Regions from separate parts of the Sus scrofa genome. Here regions 1 and 2 are each linked to region 3. A link is a contact called in public Hi-C and promoter capture Hi-C data. All regions are on one chromosome and are shown on one strand. The core of a region is the stretch at or near the end of the contact, and the rest is flanking DNA. Distances in the headings are between cores, read along the strand shown. Region 1 holds the start of WDFY2 (WD repeat and FYVE domain-containing protein 2). Region 2 holds the start of INTS6 (integrator complex subunit 6). Region 3 holds the start of ALG11 (GDP-Man:Man(3)GlcNAc(2)-PP-Dol alpha-1,2-mannosyltransferase).

The links. Promoter capture Hi-C pulls out the DNA fragments that hold promoters and counts their contacts. A called contact is a pair of places that touch in the nucleus more often than the background predicts.
Region 1: a contact with region 3 is called in a Hi-C map of liver, with 5 times the contacts expected there. The contact joins the promoter of WDFY2 here to the promoter of ALG11 in region 3. A contact is called at or near these places in 1 of 5 promoter capture datasets (fetal liver) and 2 of 47 Hi-C or Micro-C datasets (heart right ventricle and liver).
Region 2: a contact with region 3 is called in a promoter capture Hi-C map of fetal liver, with 3 times the contacts expected there. The contact joins the promoter of INTS6 here to the promoter of ALG11 in region 3. A contact is called at or near these places in 2 of 5 promoter capture datasets (fetal liver and liver), 3 of 47 Hi-C or Micro-C datasets (heart right ventricle and skeletal muscle) and 1 of 2 datasets of contacts at active chromatin or transcription factors (skeletal muscle).

What each region holds. Positions count from the first base shown.
Region 1 is chr11:16,269,715-16,273,916 of Sscrofa11.1, forward strand. It overlaps WDFY2 (WD repeat and FYVE domain-containing protein 2), which reads right to left and starts at 2,799. Exons shown (of 12, transcript XM_021065301.1): 1 at 2,319-2,799. The coding sequence starts at 2,455.
Region 2 is chr11:16,373,748-16,378,030 of Sscrofa11.1, forward strand. INTS6 (integrator complex subunit 6) reads left to right here and starts at 1,529. Exons shown (of 19, transcript XM_021065287.1): 1 at 1,529-2,330; 2 at 2,718-2,795; 3 at 3,608-3,757. The coding sequence starts at 2,220.
Region 3 is chr11:15,874,328-15,878,333 of Sscrofa11.1, forward strand. It overlaps ALG11 (GDP-Man:Man(3)GlcNAc(2)-PP-Dol alpha-1,2-mannosyltransferase), which reads right to left and starts at 2,125. Exons shown (of 5, transcript XM_005668385.3): 1 at 1,999-2,125. The coding sequence starts at 2,042.

The DNA.
Region 1 (4,202 bases), core at 1,549-4,048, 400 kb after region 3:
TTAACCTTACAGTTCAGTTATGGAAACTACTAGTTTCTAGCTGAAATGGTTAATGGAAATGGGTTAGTAGGTTCTGATGAAAATCAATATTCTATCTTCATCATTATGTCAAGTGATAGTGACACTGGATTTTTAAAAAGCAAAAACACATATCAATTCTTTTAACGGAAACCGTAATCGAAACGGAGCTCTAAATAACAGTTTTTTTTCATGTGTGACTGTATGTATGACCTACACAGACAGACGTGTTGACTTGAGTAATAATAAAGTATACATAAAGAATAATCCTGGACTTATTTAACAGTAACTGCACAATAAAATGTTTTCTATTACTTACATTGAAAACTAGGAAAGTGAAAATTAAGCATAATATATAGCTAAACATTGCATTTCTTTTGTCCTATAATCAAATGAAACATCTCTCAGTTTCTTTCATATATGCTACTGCAGCTTCTCCAAATACTCTGAAATGAGCTCCACCAAAGCTGTTTTTCAGGATAAACACAGTGAATTGGGAAGTAGAAGACTTAGGAGCGAGGCCTGGACCACACCACCAGCTACACAAACTTGGGCAGGTAAATTCCCTGACCTAAATTTCTCATCCATAAAACGAAGCTGTTACAGCAAATAACTTCCAAAATCCCTCTGAACTCTTTAAAAATATATGTGAAAACTAATCTCTACCCCCAAACCATCAACCAAAGCAGAAAGTTTCTAAAGTAGTCTTAAAAGAGCTTAGGTTTACCTACTTTGCTTCCTCTCGTACTTAATTTAACAAACTTACTTATGAATTTCCTATAGCAGTTAGGTTGAGCAGTTTCATCTCTACTAGTTACAGGAACAGTGATATCTATCAATACACTCTTTAAACACACACACACACAATTCTGTGACAAAGACTTTCTAGTAGGTCCAGAAGCAACCTCTTTAAGTAGAATTTTGTCTCCATGGAAAAATTCAACACTCAGGAGCCTTCTCTGTGAATTTCAAAGGGTGTCTACATCCATGTATTCCACCGCATCGGTGAATTTCTAGTCCTTGGCAGACTGCTTGCCAGTGGTGTATGTTTACAATGCTTTCCACTGGATCTGCATAAGAAGTGAATCAGGCACCATTTGGCCATTTGTATGAAGGGTGAGGTAGACAAAAATATTATTAATATATTCATCCTAGTTATACTGATGAACCTATGATATGAGCAGACCTATCAGGCACATTCTGCACATCTGTATGCAAACTGATGAAATTATAAAGACAATAATGAACACTTTGTCGCTTTACCTCTGCCTGCAATTTTACAAGTCACTAAAAAAAAATATTTTCTACCTCAGTATAAATCAAACTTACATTAAGAAAGCCTAACTACTATTTTAAGGTTAAAGCCCCTTGTCATATACCTCTACAATGTGACATTTTTTAGAATTTAGATTTTAGAATTCAGAATTTTAGAATTTTTTTAGAATGCTAGTTGATATTATCAAAGCAACAATTCCAGATCAGAACCTTAACTACTATATTCCAGCATCATTCCTCTGGAAACTAGCTTCATCTGTGTAATATCTGCATTATTAAAGGACATTAAGTTAAAGCAAAAACGCAGTCTGAAAAACAAGGGAGAATACTAAAGGCAGAACAACTGGCTCCACTTCTGCAAATTAAGCAAAATTAGGCAAATGAAAGGAAGCAAGCAAAGGGAAGGAACTCGAAAGCTATTTGCAGCAGTGGTTCCCTGAAAGTTCTAGGAGCTTCCCCTTGAGCTTGAAGAGATAAGGGAGGACAAAGCAGAAAAGGTACCTCTCCCTTTGGGCGGAAGCCCAAATACTCTTCAGAACTTACAGCATTCATTGAATTCAGTGTAAGATGTCTGGCAGAAGGGAGTGGCGCTTGCTTTCCTCACTCTAGAGCCTTAAGAACTGCACCAGAGTTCTCAAAAACCCTTATCTCGCAGAAGCTGCTCGGAGCATCCTCCCCACGCACACACCTGCAGGACCGGGCAGCTCCTCCCTCTCCCATCCTCAGGGCTGGACCAAGGTCCAGTGGCCAGAGCACCGTTAGTCCAAGGGCCGCCCTGGCCCGGGCAGGCGCCACTCGGCCCCGGCAAGGCCAGACAACACGCCGCTGTCCGGGCTCCGCTACCGCGAGCCGCGCAGCGGCGGCGAGACGCCGATGGACACCGGCACCACCAGGATGCATATTATAATAAAAACTTGGGAGAGCGCTCTACACTCGCGCCGACGTGGAGGCACAGCCCTCGAAGCGGGCTCGGGTCGGCCGGCCCGTCCCGCCCCTCCTCTCGACCAAGAGACAGAGGTTCGTACCTGTCCTCTGAGACGCTGATGACGCCCTCCTCCTTGGGCACGATCACGGCCATATTCACCACCTCCTGGGACCCCTCGACCCGCTGCAGCAGGATCGGCTTGCGGGTCAGCGGCTTGGGCTGAATCTCTGCCGCCATCGGAGGAGGGGGCGCGCCGTGGGCGCCGCCGCCAACCGCGCCGCGGGACTGGGCTGAAGAGAACGCTCGGGTACGGACACAGGGTGAGACACCGACTCTGGGTAGCCGGAGCGGGACGCCGGGGACCCACGATCATAGCCTGGCCGCCGCTCCCGGGAACGACTCCGCGCTCCCGGCTTCGGGCACCGAAACCGCCACGACCGGCGCTGCAACCCGGCGCCACCACTGGCGGAGGGGGCGGAGATTTGGGGGGCGGGCCTTAGGGGCGGGGCCTGCTCAGGAGGTGGCCGCTGGTGGGCGCGAGGGCGGCTACACTTCCGGAAGGGTGGTGGTGGAGGAGGAGGAGAAACTGAAAAGGGAGGCGGGGCGCTAGCGGCCCAGTGCGCGTGCGTCAACCCACCAGCCCATTTCCGCTCCTCCCCTCCGCCCTTCTCGAAGCCTTGCGGCACCGCCTCCAGGACGCATGCGCTTTCCGTGCTCTGCGGCCTCCTCGCCACCTTCCACACCCACACCCAGTCCCCTCCCTCTTTAATCTCCCGTGAACGCGCTTGCCAGTGGGTCCGCCCACTTCGAAATCCCTGAAAAGGGGGCGGGGGTGGGGCGGGGAAAAGCGCGCCTGGGCGAGGCCGGAAAGAGAAGAAGCCTGCAGGAAGGAAAGGAGCTGAGCTGGTTGGGACGTAACTAGGCATGCGTACGAGTTACCTCTCCTGCGCGGCCTTAACGAAGCGGGGTTTACAGCTCTCGGTATGCCCCAGCCCAGGGCCACAGAGTTGGATTCCTGGGCGTTGTAGTGGTTACGAGCCTTTTCTTCCTTGTTCTGGAATCGCCCACTTGTCACTGCTCCTGGCCTGGGGAGCCCAGCTGGCTCCCTGGCTATTGACCAAGTCACGGCCAGGACTGGCCTCTAAGACAAGGAACTGAAGGGCAGCCTTCAGCGGGGCAGATGATCGCTACGCCCCTACCACTGCCCCCGATAGTGGAGCGCCGGAAGTGGGGAAAGAAGAAAATCTCACACTGAGGGAGCTTAGAGATGATCTGTAGTGGCAACCTCAACGTTTTCTTAGATGACGAAGTTACTAGTCCAGGTTTACCATAGCTTCATGGTAGGGCTATAGCACCCCCAAACATGAACTCAGGCCCGCCCAATGCTGGTTCTGACTTCCTCCCGTTGCTCGGTAATCCAGCCTTTCTTGCTTGCTCCAGAGACAATGGGTGGGGTTACTGTGGTTATTGAATGAATGTTAGGTGCCTGGCAGAGGGCCTGGCATATGGGGTCCTTGACTGTGTGATAATCCCACTCGCCCTCCCAGAGTTAACAACCAGCTGAGGAGCAGTCATAGTCTGTGTGGTGTGATTGGGCTGGCAAAGGCAGTGGAGGTGAGGAAAATAATATGCCAGAGCTGGACAAAGAATGAGACAGGCCTTGCAGAAATGCATTTTATTAGGCAGGTTTTTGGCAGCCAAGGGGGTAGACTGCAAAGGGCCTGTCTCAAAGCACAGAGCACAGTTCTTTACCACTTCCTGTCTCCATAGACATTCTGTAAGGCCCTTGAAAGGGAGATTGAGGTATTTTCCAGCTTTGCAACCTAGAACAAGGTATTCCATTTCTCTGAGCCTCCAGCTCCCTGTCCAGTAAGTGGAGTATAATAACACGAATAACAGATTTGAAGTGCCTTCATACATAATAGCTGCCAGGAATTAGGACATGGACATATTTGGGGGGACATTCTTCAGCCTCCCACAGTGG
Region 2 (4,283 bases), core at 279-2,778, 500 kb after region 3:
AGCTAATAACATGTAGGCAATATTTTTTTTCTAGAAAAACCATAAGCTCTTTGAAGGCAGGAACAATACTTTAATCATTTTTTAACTCCACCAGTCCTTAGCAAATATTGGATATAAGGTCTGTATTCCATCTTATTTCATAGTCCAAATCTCTTAAAAAGGTTTCACTCTTCTGTGGTACACATGCACAGAACAAACCCTACTATATTACGGAAATAGCTCTACTATAAATTTTAAAAAGTTCAGAAGTTGTCTTAAATATTAGGGAAAGTCCAAGTTATAAAATTCAAAAATTTTAAAAGTGCCACAAAATATGTCTGCTCTGTGTTCATAGTAACAGGAACAATTTTTTTGAATGACTAGTAGGTAAATAATTAAAATTTCAGGATAAACAAAAAAATCAAAATGCAAGGTTAGTAGGAGAGGCCTTCTTAATTTCTACATGGTATTATAAAGATCATATGTCCCTAATTCAACTTTTATTGAATGTCCTCAAGTTTTCAACAAGTATATTTGAGGAAACTTCCTCGGACACTTTGGCGAGGATTCATTAAGTCATCAGGAATGCTAACAGGGGCTGGTTTTTACAGAGAAAAGTCTTCTCTCATGTAGTATTTAGATGAGTCTGAGATAGCACATAGTGAAAGCAAAGAGCACTGGAGGAATCCACTCTGTGTGTCACCTAGGCAAGCTGAAGTCAGTTCATTTAAAAATAAGTAATGGATTATGGTTTACTAAGGTCTCTTTTAGATGGCCCTAAGTAAAAATGGCTTGAGAGAGGTTATTTCTTTGGGCAGGACGGTTTATTTTTCCCCGAGTATAAAAAGGGCAATAAACTCTGTATCGATATTTGAGTCTTCCTACCGCCTGCCCTTTTTAGGGCTGAGTTAAGAAAAAACGGGTTGTTCCCTTTTTGGTGGGTCCTTCTACAAGAGGGCTCCTGGCCAGGTCCGGCCCCCACCCTCGATAACTGCCCAAGGCCAAGCGACACTGGGGGCGAAGCTGGCCCCACGTCCCCACTCCCCAGTGGGAGCGGTGTGACTTGCGAAGGAGATTAGTCCCTGGTCATAAACAACCTCTCACTTCCCCTCCCCCGCCCCGGGCCCGCCCGCGCTGGGGCCGGCCCTCCGAGGCCCATGGAACCTCCTCCGACGACCGCGGGCCTGCTCCCGACTCCTAACCAGGCGTTTGATTGCTTTACTCATCCCCTCCTCATTCGCGCACCCGGGAAGGGGCTCGCTACAGCGACCTCCAGATGGGCGCTCAGACCAGTCTCCATCTCCCTTTCCCCGACCCCTATCACCTCCAACAGCCAAGGAGAGGCCGCCAGCCCTGATGCGCAGACGCACAGCGGCAGCCGCCTAGAGCGCGCTGACGCGGCCCCCGCCCTGATCCCGCGGTCCTTCCGCGGTCCATCCCCGCCCCTTCCCGGAGCCCGCCTCCGCGTCACCGGCCCTCCTGCTCGCCTCTCGCGCTCGCTCTCGCGCGCACCCGACGCCCCGCCTCCGCGCGTGCTCCGTAACTGTTCCCGGAGCCGGCCTCCAAGCTTCCCCCGCCCCTGGGCTGTTTGAATATGCTAATAAGAAGCTAGGGACCAGCCAATAGAACAGTGGGGCGGTGCATCACGTGGCTCGAGGACGTGTCAGAAGGCGGAGCTTCTGCAGCCCCTGCCCGAGTTAAAACCGGAGTGTGAGAGAGAAAAGCGCTTCAGTAGCGAGAGGGGCTGAGAAAGTGGTGACACCGCCGGGGTGCGGAGGGAGTCCCTGAAACTTCTCCCAACAGCCCCAGGGCCAATCTCCCCTCAGCCCACTCCCCTCGTCGCCAGCTCCCAGGTCCCCACTCCCTGCACCGGGGGTGGGGTAGGGAGCCAGGCCCGTCTCCCGCTGGGACACACACAGGGGCCGGGAGCGGGGACGGGACCCCCGAGGCGGGGGGGACGCACCGACAGACAGACGGCCGGGCGCCCGCCCCTGCGGGCAGGCAGGCAGGAGGAGGCGGAGGCGGGGGTACGAAGGGGAGGACTGGGTCTGGGGAGTTTCCTCTCAACTATCGGGGGAGAAACTCCCCGCAGCCGGAGGAAAGACCCAGACGGTGTTTTCCTCCCGGGGGCCGCGCTCCCCCGCCCCGCGTAGCGGCGGTCGCCGCCGCCGCCACCGGCGCCTCCACCTCTATCATCTCTTTCTCCACCACCTCGGGCCCCGGTGTCCCCGGCCAGCACTATGCCCATCTTACTGTTCCTGATAGACACGTCTGCCTCTATGAACCAGCGCAGCCATCTGGGCACCACCTACCTGGACACGGCCAAAGGCGCGGTAGAGACCTTCATGAAGGTACCGACTGACCGAGCCCGGGCGGCGACCCCGGCCCGGCGGCCCGCGGGCGGCAGGGGTGGGGGAGGGCGGCCGGGGGCGGCGAGGCGGAGGTGTCGGGGACCTGACTGCGGGAGCTGCCGGGCTCGGGGACCCCCTCCCCCACCGCGCGGGCGGGCGGGCAGGCGCTGCGAGCCGGGCTCGGCCCGGGCCCGGGCTCCGGCCCCGGGCGGTGTGTGGGGGCCGATCTGTGTGTGTAGGGCGGCGTGGAGGGGTGGCCGCGGCGTGTGCGGTACTGTGGGGGGCGGCGGGGCCGCTGGCTCCCCTTCTCCGCCTGGTAACCTCGCCTCTGTGCTTCTCTCTCGCCCGCCCTGTTCCACCTCCCGTCCCCCACCCGCTCTCCCGCAGCTCCGTGCCCGGGACCCTGCCAGCAGAGGAGACAGGTATATGCTGGTCACTTTCGAAGAGCCGCCCTATGCTATCAAGGTAACAGCCCTCGCCCTCCCCCTTCCCTTCCCTGTTCCTTCCTCTCTCGCCCTCCCCGCCCCCCCATTCACCCTTCATTATGCTCCCCTCCCCCACCCGCTGTGCTCCAGGCGCTGAGGTCCTTTCCCCTGCGGGCTCCCACCCCCTCCCCCGCTCCGGAGCGTCCTGGCGCGGCGCGGAGTCGCCGGGCCACCGCCGTCCCCTCCCCAGCCCGACCCAGCGGCGGCGGCGGCGGCGGCGGCGGCGGCGCTGCGATCAACATGGCCGACATTTCCCCTCCGCGGCGTGAGCGGCAGCAATGAACTGTGGGGGATATTTATTCAAGTTAGCCCGAGTGACAGCCGGGCCCGGCAGCGCCGAGCCCGGGTTTGCATTAAAGGGGAATCGGCCCGAGGCTCGGGCGGGCCGGCGGGGCGGGGGCGGGGGGCTGCGGGACCGGGTGTCCGGATTCTCCCCGAGAGGGCCTCGGGCGGGTGGGACAGCTCTAGGGGAACTTCAGAAGTCCCGCTCACTTTTGCTTTCCACCAGTACCTTCGCTTCCCCGAGTATTGGGTATTAGGTTGGGGAGTACATTTCCTGGGGAAGTTACAAACTATGAAGACTGGTAGCGAGGGAAAGCTGTAGAGCCAGCAGGTTTATTCTTGGCCACCTTTGGAAGAGACTTTCCTCGGCACTGATACGGTATTGACACGTTACCCAAAACCATACAGTACAGTGGAGCAGCTACTTGGTGAACGGCAGATTGTAACGGCCGTCCATGTATACAGGGCTTAAAAGATGGGAAAAAAAAATTCTTACATTTTTCTTTTCAGGCCGGATGGAAAGAAAACCATGCAACGTTTATGAATGAACTGAAAAACCTTCAGGCTGAAGGACTTACGACTCTTGGCCAATCCCTAAGGACAGCTTTTGATTTATTAAATTTAAATAGATTAGTAACTGGCATAGACAACTATGGGCAGGTAGGTTGTATATTAAGGTGGAAAAACAGTTGATTTTTAAAAGATTTTTTTTGGTTGGAAAAGCAATCCAGTCCAAAAAGTATAAAACATGAAATACAACTCTAAAACATTTCAGATTAAAATACAATATGTACATTATACAAAAGTGAAACTGATTACACCTTATGGTTTTATAGCCCTCACTTTTTTTTCCTTTTCTTAAAATGTGTTGTATTCAGGGTTTGAGCCTGAATTCTTTGCTATAAAGTTAGACATGAATTTAGTGTTAATCCCTCGAAGTTCACTCAGGAAACAACAGGGAAAACATCCTGCCTCACCACACTCAGTGACTCTGATAGTCTACCCACAGGCGCTTGTGCAATGACTTACAGACACTAGTTGATGAGTGGTCTTAAAATGTTAGAGGAAATTATTCTATTTGTTGTATCAGAGTTTAATTTAACCATACTGTATAATGAGGTTCTGAAAAGTAAAACAGTTTTCATTGGGATGCAATAACTGGCTGAGACCATTAGGATTTCTCGGT
Region 3 (4,006 bases), core at 875-3,374:
TTGGCAGAGTTCCCGTCGTGGCGCCATGGTTAACAAATCGGACTAGGCACCATGAGATTGTGGGTTCCATCCCAGGCCTCGCTCAGTGGGTTAAGGATCCGGCGTTGCCGTGAGCTGTGGTGTAGGTTGCAGACATGGCTCAGATCCCACATGGCTGTGGCTGTGGCATAGGCTGATGGCTACAGCCGTCATTCGACCCCTAGCCTGGGAACCTCCATATGCCGAGGGAGCGGCCCCAGAAAAGGCAAAAAAGACAAAAACAAACAAACAAAAAGTTTGGCAAGATCCTAAAGCATTTTTATGCTTTTGCTTCCCCTCAAGTAGAACAATTTGTTTTTCTTTTGACCGTGGTGTGCAGCAGCTTGATGTGGGATCTTAGTTCCTAGACCATGGATGGAACCCAGGCCACAGAGGTGAAATCGACAAGTCCTAATCATTAGGCCACCAGGGAATTCCCTAAGACGGTTTTTGAGGTAAGTGGAAGGGAATTTAGATTTTTCCAATTCTGCTCTGAGTTCTGCATCTGATCTGTTTACATGCCTTCCCTATATGCCTCTCAATTAGATGCCCCAAACCCACTACTGTTCTACTTCCTGCATGTAGACAGATTCACTCCCACAGTCACTGCTGCAAGGTTCTCTATTACTGCCAGGTCCACTGAAGCTCTGCAAAGGCAAGAACCCAGCCCTGTTCACCACCATATCCCAACTCTTAGCATCATACCTGGCCGGGGAGGGAGCCAGTAAATATTTGTTGACCGAATACAAATTTTATTACCTCCTCAGATGTCTCTTAAATTGTATTATTTGCTAAAGATACGGTTTTCTCATTGGGTTGGCTAATATAGGTGGTCCCTAACAGTTTTTTTTAATACACTGCCTACTCTTCATAAAGATTTGAGGGACCTTATAAGACATAAAAGCAATAAAATGCTGAAACAAATAGTGAAAGGTCAAGACTAGGGAAAGTATGTTGAAGGATGAAGAGGGGAAGGGGGTGGAGGGTACAGATATGCAGGTTCCAAATTTGTACATACAGTGAACAGTAGACTGGGTTAGGGCTGCTTAGTGACCAAAGCAAATATATTTTGTGTAGTTACATAGTTTTCATTGTCCATGTAGAAAACATGCAAACTCTAGAGAGGAATAAATATTTTACTGATATTTAGTTTTGAAATAAACTTCTTTCTCACATGGGATTTCCTATTGTGAACCGTACATTACTTGATCATTTGACCTCAGGATACCTTTATACTCTCAAAAAACACTAAGAATCCCATACTGTTTTTGCTTACCTCAGGTTTCTCAGTGGCTAATCAAGAAGAGGATTCAACACAAACTTATTTTTTCTTTTTACCGCTGCTCTTGCAGCATATGGAAGTTCCCGGGCCAGGGGTCAACCGGAGCTGGAGGCCGGATCCCTAACCGAGGTCAGGGATGGAACCCACCTCCTCACAGAGACAACATCGGGTCCTTAATCCTCTGAGCCACAACTGGGAACTCTTCACCTTAAGCTTGATATTTAAATGACATATATTAACAACGACAGTTTTGGTGAGTGAAATAGGAGAGACTGGACACGAGAAGGAAGATCTGGTTTCTTCTTTACCAAAACCAGCACGATTGATTGGAAAACGACTCGTGGCTCAATCATAAAGGAAAATGAGGAATGCATACGAATAATTTAGGACGGACTAACGGGAGGGTGGATAAGGGAAAGAAAACGCTGAAGCAGGAGTGGTGGTGGTGGAGGGAGGGAATCGAGCCCTCAGCCAGCAGTGGGGCAATAAAAGAAAGCGCGGTAAATTGAGCTTTCAACCCAGCCTGCTCGAGTCTATCCACAACACCACAAAAGAAGAGGAAACGTTCGCTGGCCTTGAGAAAACAGCCTAGATTCGTGACAAGAAAAACTCTTCCCCGAAAACTTGAGTTGCACCAAAAGGACAAATACCAGTAAGATACAGAAAACGCCTGTGAGCGCAAACCAGCAGCTCCTCACCTGAATAACTCGTATAAGCACCAACCCCTTTCGGCGGCCGCCATCTTCCACCGACCCCCGAACTCCGGAAGCGTTTCTTCGTTCCTCTTCTCTATTGGCTCCTGAGGAAGCTTGCGGTGCTCCCCCGCCCGCACGGGGCCGATCGTGCGTTTCAATTGGTTGCTGGTAGTAGCTTCCCACGGCCTTTCAGCCAGTAGAATCTCCCGGGGAGTGGACAAGTTTTCGGCGTGGCTCACACCAGGCCCCGCCCCTTAGGCGGAGCCACAGGGAGAGTTGTGCATGGGGAGGGCGTGGCCTGTGATGGACAGCCAGCACTCCCGCCCCCGGCCCCCTCCCCCACTGGAGGCCCCCGTTCGGGCGCCCCCGCCCCCAGTTCAGATCCCGCCGCCAGTTGGAAACCAATGGGAGGCTCTTCCGCTTCTCAGATCGATTTTCCAGGTGCGGAGTCCACTCCCGCAGCTGCTCGGCGTTTCGGACCCGCTGCGCCCAGGAGTCAGGGGAGAGCCCGAGAAGGAGCTGCGCAAAGCCGACCCTGCACCGGCCCTCGCCACGCCGCACCTTCCCCGCCGGTGGTGGGGGAACCTTGGGATCTGCATCTCTGGCTCGGGTCTACGCAGTTCGCCCTTTCTTTCCTCTACGGCACACGCCAGAGGCTGAAGACCGAGGCCGGAGCGCATCGGGCGGAGAGGTAGCGGAGCCCTGGGACAGGGGATGGGCCACCCGGCCGTGGTCCCGGCTCTGCCGAGGACACTTGGACACAGGCAGGCCCGGGTGTGGGTGAGGGTCCCCGGGCAACCCTCCGCTCTAGTGCTCATCCCTGCCGCCCCTCAGGGCCAGGGATGCGGTGGCGCGCAACTTTGAATCAGCCGGTGGGGTTAGGGCTGCTGATTGCCGGTCCGAAATACAGGAGTCGGTTCGGTTTAGATCCAAATCACGAGGGTGCCATCCTCGCCGCGCTCCTCTTCCCCCTGGGTTTTAACACCGCACCTTTCCTCCCCTGACCAGGTGACCTTGGGCTCTGGGCCGCGTCACAGAAGACATTAAATTAGTTCCTCCAGGAGATGAAGCCTGAGCGGGAGAGCCAAATTACAGATCGAGAAGAGGCCAGTCAGAGAGTGAGTTTCTTTCTCCGGGCGTTGTGCGCGCACACCTGCCTGGCCTAGGGGACCGTCCACGCCCACCTGCGGTCCTTTCGCCGCTCCTGGGTGTGCGTGGGGAAGGCTGGGCGCGTGGTTTGTTAGAACACCATTTAGGAAGGGCATACCATTAACTGCTTTTTAGGAACAGCGTAAAACACTTTTCTGTTCGTCTGCTGTTAAGGACTTTGGTGCTGGAGAGGTAAAGTGAGGGTTGGGCTGCTGTGTAAGATATCTAATTGCTCAATACAATTAAATTAGTTACCCTGAAGAGTTATTCAGAGTTGGTGTATAGACCCCTTTATGGTCTTTCCAGGTCCAGCAACAGTGTTTTGGGGTTTTTTTTAAGAACTTTTTTTTTTTTTTTGTCTTTTGTCTTTTGAAGGCCGCACCTGTGGCATATGGAGGTTCCCAGGCTAGGGGTCGAATTGGAGATGCAGCTGCCAGCCTACACCACAGCCACACCACCGCCAGATCCTGAACCCACTGAGCGAAACCAGGGATCCAACACGCAGCCTCATGGTTCCTAGGGAACTCCAAGATCTATTTTAAATTCATTTAAATTATGCAAGATGCACATTAGCAGGAGAAGCAGATCCATTTTACAGTCTTTTTCTGTTCATGTACTTCTGTCTTCATTCAACTTAACATTTTGAGGCACGGATTTGAAAAGCAGTATATGCAGTGGTGGTAACACATCTCTTATGTTAATGCGTTTTTATGTCTCCAGGAAAATCTTTAGGTTATTGTGTGTGTGGTTTTAGAATATTCGTTTTACATAAATGAGATCACATGGTGTGTATTTTCCAACCTTTCCCCCCCCCAACCCAACAATGTATTTTGGAGATTGTTTCACATTGGTGGATAAGTAT